Linked DNA regions of Mus musculus: region 1 is linked to region 2. The links are chromatin contacts, called in public promoter capture Hi-C maps. All regions are on one chromosome and are shown on one strand. Each heading gives the region's core, a stretch centred on a gene start, on an enhancer-like site or on the middle of the called end of the contact. The rest is flanking DNA. Distances are from core to core; before and after follow the strand shown.

Region 1 (5,092 bases), core at 1,444-3,943, 360 kb before region 2:
GAGTCTCCTCTTCAAGGGGGCTATGGGGCTAGGACTGGAAAAGCTTTGTTTTTTTCAGGACATAAAGTTGAAGTTTGGGGGTTTTCTTCCAAGGTTTTAGCTGTTCTGTTTTTGTTTAAGGGGCTTTTTAAAGATCGTTTTTAAGCATTAAAGGAGGGCTTATCTAGGAAGCTAGAGGCCTGTTCTCAGCGTGAGCAGACAGGACGGAGAGGGCAGGTGTAAGCAGTTAGATCCTCTTGTCCAGATTATCTGGAGTGAGCAGGGTCATAACCCCTGGGAGTGGGAAGAGGCTAAATGTATCAGGATCAGGTGGTCAGGCGGAGGGGGGTGGGGTGGGGGTAGTGCGAGAGGGGTGAGGGTGAGTAAATTCCATTTTCAGCAACAGCATTTAAAACAGCCAGTACAGTCAGTATACATAACAAGCCTCAGATCACTATCCCACACAGGGACAGACCATACAGGCACCAAGAAGCCTGGGGTCAGGCACCATGCAGTGCTGTCGAAACATTGGTGAGGGATTATTTTAAGAAGGCAGAAGGGAGTTGCAGTGCCTGCAAAGGGCTGCTTATAAAAGAACCTGCAGCTGAGACCCGGGACACCTGGATGGCACCCACACACAAATGTATTCGTTGTGGACATGGACTGAGGGGAAACACCTCCCCGTTTCTCTGGTGATCACACTGTACATCTTGGGTCTCGCTGGCCTCTGTCTGTAGTGGCCAGGTGTGCCCAGTACTCTGTGTGATACCCACAAGTTGTTGTTCTCAGTGCCCAGGCTTAGCTGCTGCCCTTGTCTTAGAGTACAGTGTACAGAGATTAGGGGGACACAGGAAGATAGATGCAGGTTCCATCACCTCAGAGGGATCCCAGCCTATCTAAGCTGTGAATAGAGATGGGCTGAGCCTGCCTGGATGGGGAGGGGAGCAGATAAGTCCAGATACGCAGTGAGGGCTCACTTTGAACAGATTGCAGAAACACAGTGTGTGTGGCCATGGCATGAGGGCCCAGGACAGAGGTGGGAGTTGCTGGAAAATTGCACCCACATGAGTCCCTCCCACCACTCACTCCTCTCAGATGTCATTCTAAGAGGCTGTGACCACAGCCCAGTAGCTGAGAATCAAATGCTCACCTTGGAGCTGGGTGAGTAAGACACTGAAGAGTGGCTGGGAACCGCACACTCCTCCTAGAAAAGCCAGTTTTCCACTTGGAGCACAGGGTGGCAGAAAACAGGACCAAAGCCTGGTGGCTGCCTTCACCTCACACCTGACTTCTTTGCCTTTAACTTACACGTATGTAGAATACTTCAAGAGAAGTTGGCTGTGGAGATGGGAACACCTAACCTAGCTTATGCCCTTTCGGGCTGAAGGCTCAGAGAGCAGCGGAGGCATGTCACTGTCAGCTTTTGCAATGTGCTATCCTAGCTCTAAAAAGATTTCCAGAGTTCTCCGGTCATCCTCCCAACCCCACAGTCACGAGGAAGGACTGCCCCTGAGGTGAGAGCAATTATCCAAGATGTGAGTCTGCGCCTGGAGCAGGAGACTGTCTCACGTGAGCCAGACTGCTCCCCTCAAGCAACAAGAACTTCTCCATCCTCACCTTGCCGAGTCAGAACCAAGATAATGATCAGCCAGACCACACCCCACCAGAACAGCTTAATTATACGTGTCTTTTGCCCCTGCCCTACTTAAACCTAAAGCTATGACCTTGACCTGGAGATAGCTTGAGGTCCCTGTTTCTCTTTGAGGTTATCTGTTTCTCTCCCCAGTGTGCATTTTTATTAAATCTCTGTTTACTTGTGTCTGCACTTAGCATACCAGGACAGCCGGCCATGCCTACCCTGCTAGGGCTCCCAAAGCCACAGCTTTTTCCTGGAACTCCAGTCAGATTTCTACTCTGCTGTCATTACTGGGCACACAAACAAGGAAGATTGTGACTTGTGATTTTGCTTGAGACGTGGACTCATGGGCCAGCTGATTGATGGTCCTCTCCTAGGCCCCACGGTACCCAGAGCAAGTGCCTAGATCCCCAGTATCACTGCAGCATTTGCATATTAGTCGTTTGTATTGTAGAAAAACACCCCAAGAAAGCAACTGATGGAAGGACAGTGTACATTGGCTCCCAGTTTGAGAGAACACTGTGTCATATTTGGGAAAATGTAGCGACAGGAACCTAAGGCAGCTGGTCACATTGTATCCAGTCAAGCAGGAACCTGAAGCAGCTGGTCACATTGTATCAGGTCAGGAAAGGGAGAGCGTCAGACCGCTGCCTGCAACTCAGTCCACTCTCTCCAGGACCTTAGCCTACTGAATGATGCTGCCCACATTTGGGGTAAGTCTTCCTACCTCAGCCTAACTTAGGAAATCCCTCACAGATGTGCCCAGAGGTTTGTTTCCAACCTAAATCATGTCATTTAGAATCATCAAGAGATTCTAAATCACATCAAGTTGACAATCAAGGAATATTCCACATGTTCCATTGCACCCAACTGAACCTTCTCCTATGTTCTTGTGGTCCTTCTCTTTGATCTAGTGAGAGTATTTATTTATTGCCTGACAGTTATGGCTGTGGCCAGGGCTTGGTCCACTGCCTGGAGTTCCCTGAGTAAATATTGTCAGGGGAAGGGGCATCCAAGTCAGAGAGGCCAGAGTGAGACTTCACCTGGACCGAATCTCTGGCCTTTAGACTCCTGCCTCCCAGAGCACTTGCCTAACGGAGCTATGGTGGCCATGAGTCTGTCTCTGCGACTGTCTCTGAGGGCAGTATTATGGCTCTCTATCCTTATCTCACCTATTTGGCTTTGTCTCTCTTATCCAATCTGGTGGTGTTGGACTCAGTGTGCCCAGGAGGTACAGGACAGCATCTTAGGTCTCAGTGTTCTGATGACATCAGAGGCTGATTTTTATTCAAAGTAGCTGCTGCCAAGCAGCTAAGAATAGGAGTGCCCCTGTCTGGCTGACCCTACTTCTGCACACTCTGACCTTGGGCAAATAACCTTTGTACTCTGAGCCTCATGTGTGAACACAAATAACTTAATTGATTGGGATTCCTAAGGCTCAAGTGAAACAATGTGTAAAAGTGCCCAGCCCCAAGCCAGTCTTTAATTAAAACTTGTCCCCAGTGCTTGGGGTCATCTACCCCCAAGGCACTTCACAATAATTCCAAAGTAAAACCAGACCTGCGATGTTGAAATAGTGGCTGTGGGGCAGCTAGCTACACTTGGGGTACAGAATGGGGTGGTGGGCACATGGGAATCTGCTCATTTCCACAGTAAGAGGGGAGAGGGGCTGCGGATGTCAGGCAAGTCCACCCTGACCCTGCTGTGATCACAATCCCTAACCAAGTTACCATGTAGTCCCAGGATTGTTCAAAACAGGTTCCTGGGGTGCTGAACTCTCCCCGAAACTGGATGTTCATGGGCCAGGCTCGCTTGTGGGCTGGACAGGGGCTTCTATGCTGGAAGCTGCTATTTCTACAGATATTACTTACGTACTGTAGCATTTGGGCTGGGAGAAAAATTAACTTGCTATAGGCATGCAGAATTACACTATGCAGGTCATCACAGAGGTTGGAACAAACAGCGAGTAGTTTTGACACTGTGTCTCCAGCAGCATCCTGACTGACAGAGGGCAGGGCTGTGGTAAGTGCAGGTACACAGGCAGCAAATTCCGATCTCCTTTTCCAACACTTTGCATGTGTGTGGGGTGGGCTAGGGAGGGTAGTAGGTAGGTAGGTATTTGCACCATTCCCAGTAGGGCACACTCCAGATGTGCCTCAGGCTTGACATGATAAATAAAGCTGCATCCAAGGACAGATACAAGTCACAGCTGAGAGATGGCAGGTGTTAATTTCCAACATCGGGTCTCCACTCCTGGCCCTAGAACAACTTCTGGTCAGTTCGATGAAAGTGTCTGAAGCTGCTGCAGGTGCTACCACATCGTTCCACTCAGCCGGCAAAATGGAGCCTGATCCTCGAGGTGGTAGTAGAATGCTTGCTGCTGTGACCTAGGGGTTTCAGTGCTCTGGACCTGGCCGTTACACTGCCACTTCTGCTTTGTCGCTTAGATGGAGTGTGGCCTAGAAGCTTCCTCGTCCCCCAAACATCGGAGGGAGCGGTGGCATATCTTATCCTGAGTTTCTGGGACATTAAATTAAGAAATAAATGTGACCTCGTAGCTTGGTTTTGCTTTGTACAGCTATCCTCGGGGACATTCTGAGGTTTTTCTGCTTAGACTTCTGCCATTCATTCATTCATTCATTCATTCTACATAGCTTAACAGTGTCCCCCAAGGGCTGGGCTGGCGATGCCAGGGGACAATAGGGAGAACAGTCTCCTGAACTGTCCCTTGTTAAGATGAAGTCAGGTAAAAACACAAGGCAGACCCCTCTCACATAGACAGGTGATTTAGGATTCCAACTCAGGGTTAGCATCTTTAGCCACTGTGGAGGATCCAAGACACTAGGCAGGGTAGCACCAATGAGGGACCCCCCATGGTAAGACTCAGACACTAGATGGGATGACTATGGCAGTGGAGGGTGGCTGAGGGTCCATAGGAGGAGGGGCAGGAGGACTGAAGGCCATGAGAGTTGTAGCCTGTTAGGCTAACTAGGAAGACCTTGCTGGACAAACCAGCTACTGATGACTGAAGGGAGATGAAGCACACATGATGGATGAAGGAGGAGAGGTATAGGAGTAACAGGATAAGGCAGCCATGAGGGTAGTGGGCAAGGCAGCCGTGATGGGTAGTGGGCAAGGCAGCTGTGATAGGTAGTGGACCAGGCAGCCATGATGGGTAGTGGGCAAGGCAGCCATGATGGGTAGGGAGGATGTGGCAGCTCAGTGCTGTGTGGAGAGGACGCTGCAAGTGATGAGGGGGAACAAAGTAGGCATGAGATACAGAAGGATGAGAGAGCCTTTCAGGAGTTAACTCTGTAAAACCTAAGGAGTTAATCCATTGAAACCTAATTGTGACCTATTTTCTGTTCCAATTAAGTTGAAGGTCCTTTGCCAAGTTAAATGGGATCACGTGCAAAGGAGCAGAAAAATCTTGAAACTCGCCTTCACATTAAAAGAGATGCTCGCTAAGGATACCTG
Region 2 (5,314 bases), core at 36-2,535:
TAAACTAATATACAGCCAGTCACCGAGTTATCTCAGGTGCTAGTAGAATCTTGGCCCACTCCACCACCCTCCTGAGCCCTTGATAAAGCTGGAACACAGGACAAGCCAGCAGGCCATCTTTACTTTCTCTTCCATTCCTCATTCCTCCCAAGGAAGAACACGTCAGAGAGACAACCCAAAAGCAAGAGGGTGGGGGACTTATTCAATATTCCAGAAGTAACGAGATTCTTCACAGTCTCTTAACAACCTAGGCTTTCCAAGGAGGCTAAGAGCCAGCAGCACACCCATTGATTCACGGAGATAAGTCCAAGACTGCGGATGCTGCCCGGCTGTGTGGGGCCTCACTGACAATGCTGGCATCAAGAGATACGCGGGGAAACGCCTGCAAGCAATTGGGTACAAAGCTCCTCAATAACAGGATGCAGAGCAGAGAGCTTGGGGGACAGGGGTAGGGGTGGGGGAGGGGGAGGGGGAGCGTTGGCCGGCTCCCATCCTGGATCTACGAATAGAGAGACCACGGAGAAAGCTAGCCTTCTTCTGTGCCTTGGTCTCCGCATCTGCACACCAGGGCGATGAAAGAACCTCCCCCGAGGACTTGTTAGTGGGCATGAGGCTGCCCAACGCGCGAAGGGGATCTAAGGTGGGCCTGTAGCGGGTCGGCAGGAAGGTGAACTCCTAGGCGCGCAGGAGGCGGCGGCCGTAGCCACGGTCCACGCTGCAGCGCTCGACAAGTGTCCAGGCCCAACGTCTCCACAGCTCACTGGGAAGCCGGAACTCCGGCGGAGTGCGCCGCGGGGCCATGGCCAGCCTCATCCCGGGGGACTCTGAGCAGATGAGGACCCCCGAGGCCACCCGCCCCGCCCGTCCCTCCACTGAGCCACCGGCGCTGCGCGGACTACGAGGCCCGACGTGCCCCGCTCCAACCGCGCAGCGCCTACCGGGAGCTGGAGTCCCACAGCCCGCTCGGTCCCGCACCTTGACGCCGCGCACACTATGAGTCCCGAGAGGCTGTGCGGCGACCCGTGAGGCTGTGCGCATGGCCCGCGCCCCCGCCCTTCGTCCTTCCCGCCGCCCCCGCTGGCTGGCCGCCCGCGCCCACTGCTCCGGCCACTTTCTTGAGTACCCGGTCCGTGTCTACCTATATCAATGGCGAAGCGCTTGGCGTTCTCCAGGTTGCGGAAGATCTCGTCGGGGGGCAGCGTGATGCTCTTGTCCAGACTGTCCCCGCCGCTCCCGCCGCCACTCGCTCCACGCTCCGCCATTTTGAAAGTGCCCGGCCAGCCTCATCAGCCATGGAAATATATGCGCATATAATTGACTGCTAAACGACCGCGTGCATAAATTATGCTAATGAGTCTCCGCCCCCCGTCCGCCTGTGCTGGAGGCCAGGCCACCCGACCGTCCTAGACAAGCAAGTGTCCCAGAGGCCAGGACTGGGAAGGGAGGGCCGTTATTTTCCAAACTACCAATATGAAGCTTTTGGAATATTGTTCTTTCGCTGAGCTGGCTAGATGCTAACTTGGGTTGATTTTGGCGATCGTGCTTTCATATCTCCTTGCTGTGAGGCTGGCCCTGCAAGCTGCTGTAATTTCTGCTAGGGTGACCCACCATCCTGGTTTCCCAAAGAAGTGGGACCTTCAATTCTAAAACTCCCATGTTAATTGGAGTAGTTTTAAAGACCCTACATTCGAGAAATGCCCAGCCAGGGGGAAGGGATATGAATAGGGTCGTGCGTCTGCAGCTGGGGAAGATCGGCAGTTTAACAGCAATCTTTGCAAAGTATAGGAGGGAAAGGGAGAGGGCGCATGGAAGAGGGGACCGGGCTTCAAAGTGGAGGTGATCTGGAGTTCCTGTTGATTTAAGTCCCTTGAGAGAGAGCACTGTGTCCTCCAAGAGGGCCATCGTGTAACTTAATACCTCGCTCTCTGCAAGGTTCTGTCTGCAGGCAGTTGCTCACTGACTTGCCAGGCTCCTGGAGCACAGGACTGAGGCAGTGCGCAGGCTCAGCTGCCATATATCTATCTACATTGATTCCGAGAGGAGGCAACCTTGTATGTGCCTGCCAACAGAGTGGGTGTACTCTGAATGGGAGAGCCTGCTCCAGAGTGGCAGGGCTCCTGAGAGTGAGGTGACCCAGCAACTTCAGTCCCTGTAAGTGGAGTATGCCCGGCCTGTGTGTAGGACACTCCACAAGGGCACTGGCCTCCTCCCCATCTGTAGAAGTTCTGCTGCTCCTGTGGTAAGCTAAATGAGTGCAGATGAGGTTCTCTGTCCTTGCTTACTATACGTGGGTCACAGAAGGGTCCTCAGGTGGTCCCTGGCAGAGTGGATAGGAATAAGAGGGGGGTGGTGGCTAATGAACTTCTAGATGGGAAAGATCCAAGTCGGGATGGGAGCCACATCTATGACTTTGTCCTTCAGAAGACATGTAGACACACCTTCCCACTTCTTGCTCCATGGGTTTTGCCTTTGGAGAGCCCTGTGAACTTGACTAACCTATAGCCTGCCTTAAAGCGGACACCCTGTCTTAGACAATAGCCCATACCTACCAGGCTCATAGTTTGAATGGAATGGGTCAGTCCTGGCCCTGGTCGCTCTGTGGAAGGGAGGGCATTTATGAATCGCCTAAGCAGGTGAACTAAGGGGAAGCGGGAGCTAGAACAGATACTTTCTCAGGTTCGGCACAGCCGAGCCTCTTGCTGCAGCAAGAGGTCCACTGAGGCCCTCAGCTTCCTCTCAGTGGACAAAGCAGAGAGTCTACAGTTGTTAGGATCTCTTCCCCTACCCTGACCTGGGAGCTAGCAGAAACCCCCAGCGGCCACCCAGGTCTTGTTCACCATGAGAGCAACAACAGCTCTGTATGCCCCTCTCCTCTCCACCTCCTGCCCTCCCTTTTTCCTCTATGGCAGAGGACCACCAGCAAGCACTCCTCCTGATCCCGGTTTCACTGTGAACATGGTAGATCCCACTGTTCCACCTCCGGTCACCGGGCAGGCTGCCCCTAGGCTGCTAAGGACAGACGAGAGGCACAGACATGGAGGGCTTGATATTTTATTAGAAGCCTTCAGAACAGCCTGTGTTCTCCCACATGACCAAGAGTTCAAATTCTAAGTACAAAATCGTGCCCACATGCACCCACCCATACAAAGGAATCCTTTAAGGATCATCGTGGAGACCCCACCCTCCCAGACAGCCCACTGTGAGCGCGCATCAGACAGCCAAGGCCATGTGGACCTTGAGGTGAGGCCCCATGGGCCCTACGCCCACGCAGGCTGAGTGCTTTCCTATGAGGAAACACCTGCAGTTCCGCCTTCACAAAAGGCAAATGTGCCCAGGGCACAGCCCGCCTGCAGGGTGCTTGCCCAGCAGCAACGGGCCCTGAAGAAAGTCCTCTACGGGCTGGGGTGAGCCAACCCCCGACTCTACAAATATCATAGAACCCCCGGTGGTGACCAGGAACTTCGCAGAAGTCACTTGCTGAAATGCAAACACAAAACAACCCCACGGGGTCGGACGGGCGGCAGAGGGTGGGCCCTGATTATCCCCAAATGACAACTCTGCACACACATTCTCTAAGAATGACCCTCCTGCTGGCCAGCCAGCCGGAGGAGGGAGCCTTCGGAAGAAGGTAGCGGCCAACCTGGGGCTGAACTGCGGCTGGGGAATGTCTTCCCACATCCAGAGGAACGAGCTCATCCTCTGGTCCGCTCCAGGCACCGGTCGGCCGCTGGGTCACCAGGGCCGCCAGAGGCCGCAGGCGGGTTGGCGCGAGGTGGAGACCGCAGCAGCAGCAGCCTTAGCGGAGGAGCGGGCCGGTTGGGGCGCAGCTCCGGGCGCCGGGGGCTCCTTGGCAGGAGCGGCGGGAGCTGGGGGCCGCTGGAAGTGGTAAAGCAGCTTCATCTGCGTGTCGCTGGCGGCGTGCAGGGTCAGGAACTGTACCGCCTCCTGCAGGCACCAGGAGTAGCCCTCGCTGTAGTCCTGGTGCAGGCTCTTGGGGCCGGCGGCCGCGGCGAAGGCTGTGGGGAGACGAAGCGGCATGAGTGGGGCGCGCGCGGTGGGAGCCACATCGGCCGGGAGCAGGAGGCGGGCGCAGGCGCCGGGCTCACCTTTGCTGTGTTTCAGGTAGCTGACGGCCATCTCCAGGATGTCGGCCTTCTCCAGCTTGGAGTTGGGCTGGTGCCGCGCGAACTCCTGCTCCAGCAGCAGCTTCAGCTGCTCTATGCTGCTGTTGATGCGGTCCCGACGCATCTTCTCCACCACCGGCTTCCGCAGCTGCGGGAGGAGAGGCGTCAGGTGGGCGGCGGACGCCGGAGGCCCCGGGGGAACCGGACGGCGCGCGCCGGGCGAGTTGCACTTACTCGGTTTTTCTCCTTGGGACTGAGCATCTCCACCGCCACGGTACTTGGGGCCATGCCTGGAGCTCTGGAGGCGATTAGCGAGCGGAGCGGAGCGGAGCGGACAGAGCCAGGCGTCCCGGACTGGCGCGACCTGGACCCCAGCACGCCAGCCCTATATAGGCGCGGGCAGCGGCCCGGCGCCTGGGGTCCGGGCGCCGCGGCCGTTCCCACACTCGGCGGCCAATGGCGGCGCCGGCCGCACAAAGGCGCCGGCCCATTAGCGCACGCTAAATTGCCTGTGAATTGGCGCGGGCACAATGGTCGCTCCCCGAGGAGCAGGTGGGCCGCGCGGCACAATGTCCGGGCTGTGGGAACGCGCTCGCCCTCATTAGCATCCCGGGGCCTGATGCTGAGAGCCCCGCGCCTCAATATGCTGCCTTTTCCCAGGCCGCGGGGAGGTGGGGAGGGCAGGAAGGAGTGCTCTCCCCCCCCCTTCTCTCCCTTCTTCCCTCCCACTCCCCAGAGGCTCCCCACCGCTGGCTGGCAGAGGCCACAGGCGCAGAGAAATGAGAGTTTTACAATGAACAGACAGCGACTTCCAGAGGAGTGGGCACCCTCCCCAGCTGGGACCTGTTGCCCACAGGCACAGTGGGTTAAAGTGGGCCACATTCTCTCAAACAGATGCTGCCGCCATGCCATTCGCAGGTACAGGATGAGAGAGGGACTCATGTATTTAGAATTTAGGCGCTTTATTGCCAGTTCTGTCAGTTGAGAGGAGTGACTTCTCCGCAGCTAGAAATGGCCACGCGCGGAGCCTGCCAAGCGTACTTCTAGGCTAGCTGAATTTGCTTTGGATAATGCCTAGCACAAAGCCCCATACCTAGGAAGCCCTCAGGAACCCCTGAACCCACAGGGTATCTGGACTGCTCTTGTGTCACCAGGTGCCACATGCATCTCTGAAACAGGAGGACCGTGCC

What was found. Promoter capture Hi-C pulls out the DNA fragments that hold promoters and counts their contacts.
Region 1: a promoter capture Hi-C map of liver shows a contact between it and region 2, with 1.8 times the contacts expected there. The contact joins the enhancer-like site here to the promoter of Pank4 in region 2. A contact is called at or near these places in 6 of 39 promoter capture datasets (the 3T3-L1 cell line, the HPC-7 cell line, hippocampal neurons and 3 more), 4 of 115 datasets of contacts at active chromatin or transcription factors (bone marrow-derived macrophages, embryonic limb bud, fibro-adipogenic progenitors and 1 more) and 2 of 9 other capture datasets (adipose tissue and liver).

The regions. Positions count from the first base shown.
Region 1 is chr4:155,321,127-155,326,218 of GRCm38.p6, reverse strand. All of the region lies in intron 4 of Prkcz (protein kinase C, zeta), which reads left to right. Among named protein-coding and RNA genes, the nearest start is that of Prkcz, 38 kb to the left of the region's middle. Within about 2 kb of position 2,693, at least 12 of the 459 cell types and tissues checked have an H3K27ac peak or open chromatin away from gene starts, as enhancers often do. A contact at or near this core is called in liver, where this site is marked.
Region 2 is chr4:154,960,094-154,965,407 of GRCm38.p6, reverse strand. It overlaps Pank4 (pantothenate kinase 4), which reads right to left and starts at 1,285. Exons shown (of 20, transcript NM_001305804.1): 1 at 1,139-1,285. The coding sequence starts at 1,262. It overlaps Gm42363 (a long non-coding RNA gene), which reads right to left and starts at 1,131. Exons shown (of 2, transcript XR_881640.3): 1 at 939-1,131; 2 at 95-382. It overlaps Hes5 (hes family bHLH transcription factor 5), which reads right to left and starts at 4,485. Exons shown (of 3, transcript NM_010419.4): 1 at 4,359-4,485; 2 at 4,107-4,272; 3 at 3,037-4,016. The coding sequence starts at 4,412. The coding sequence ends at 3,733.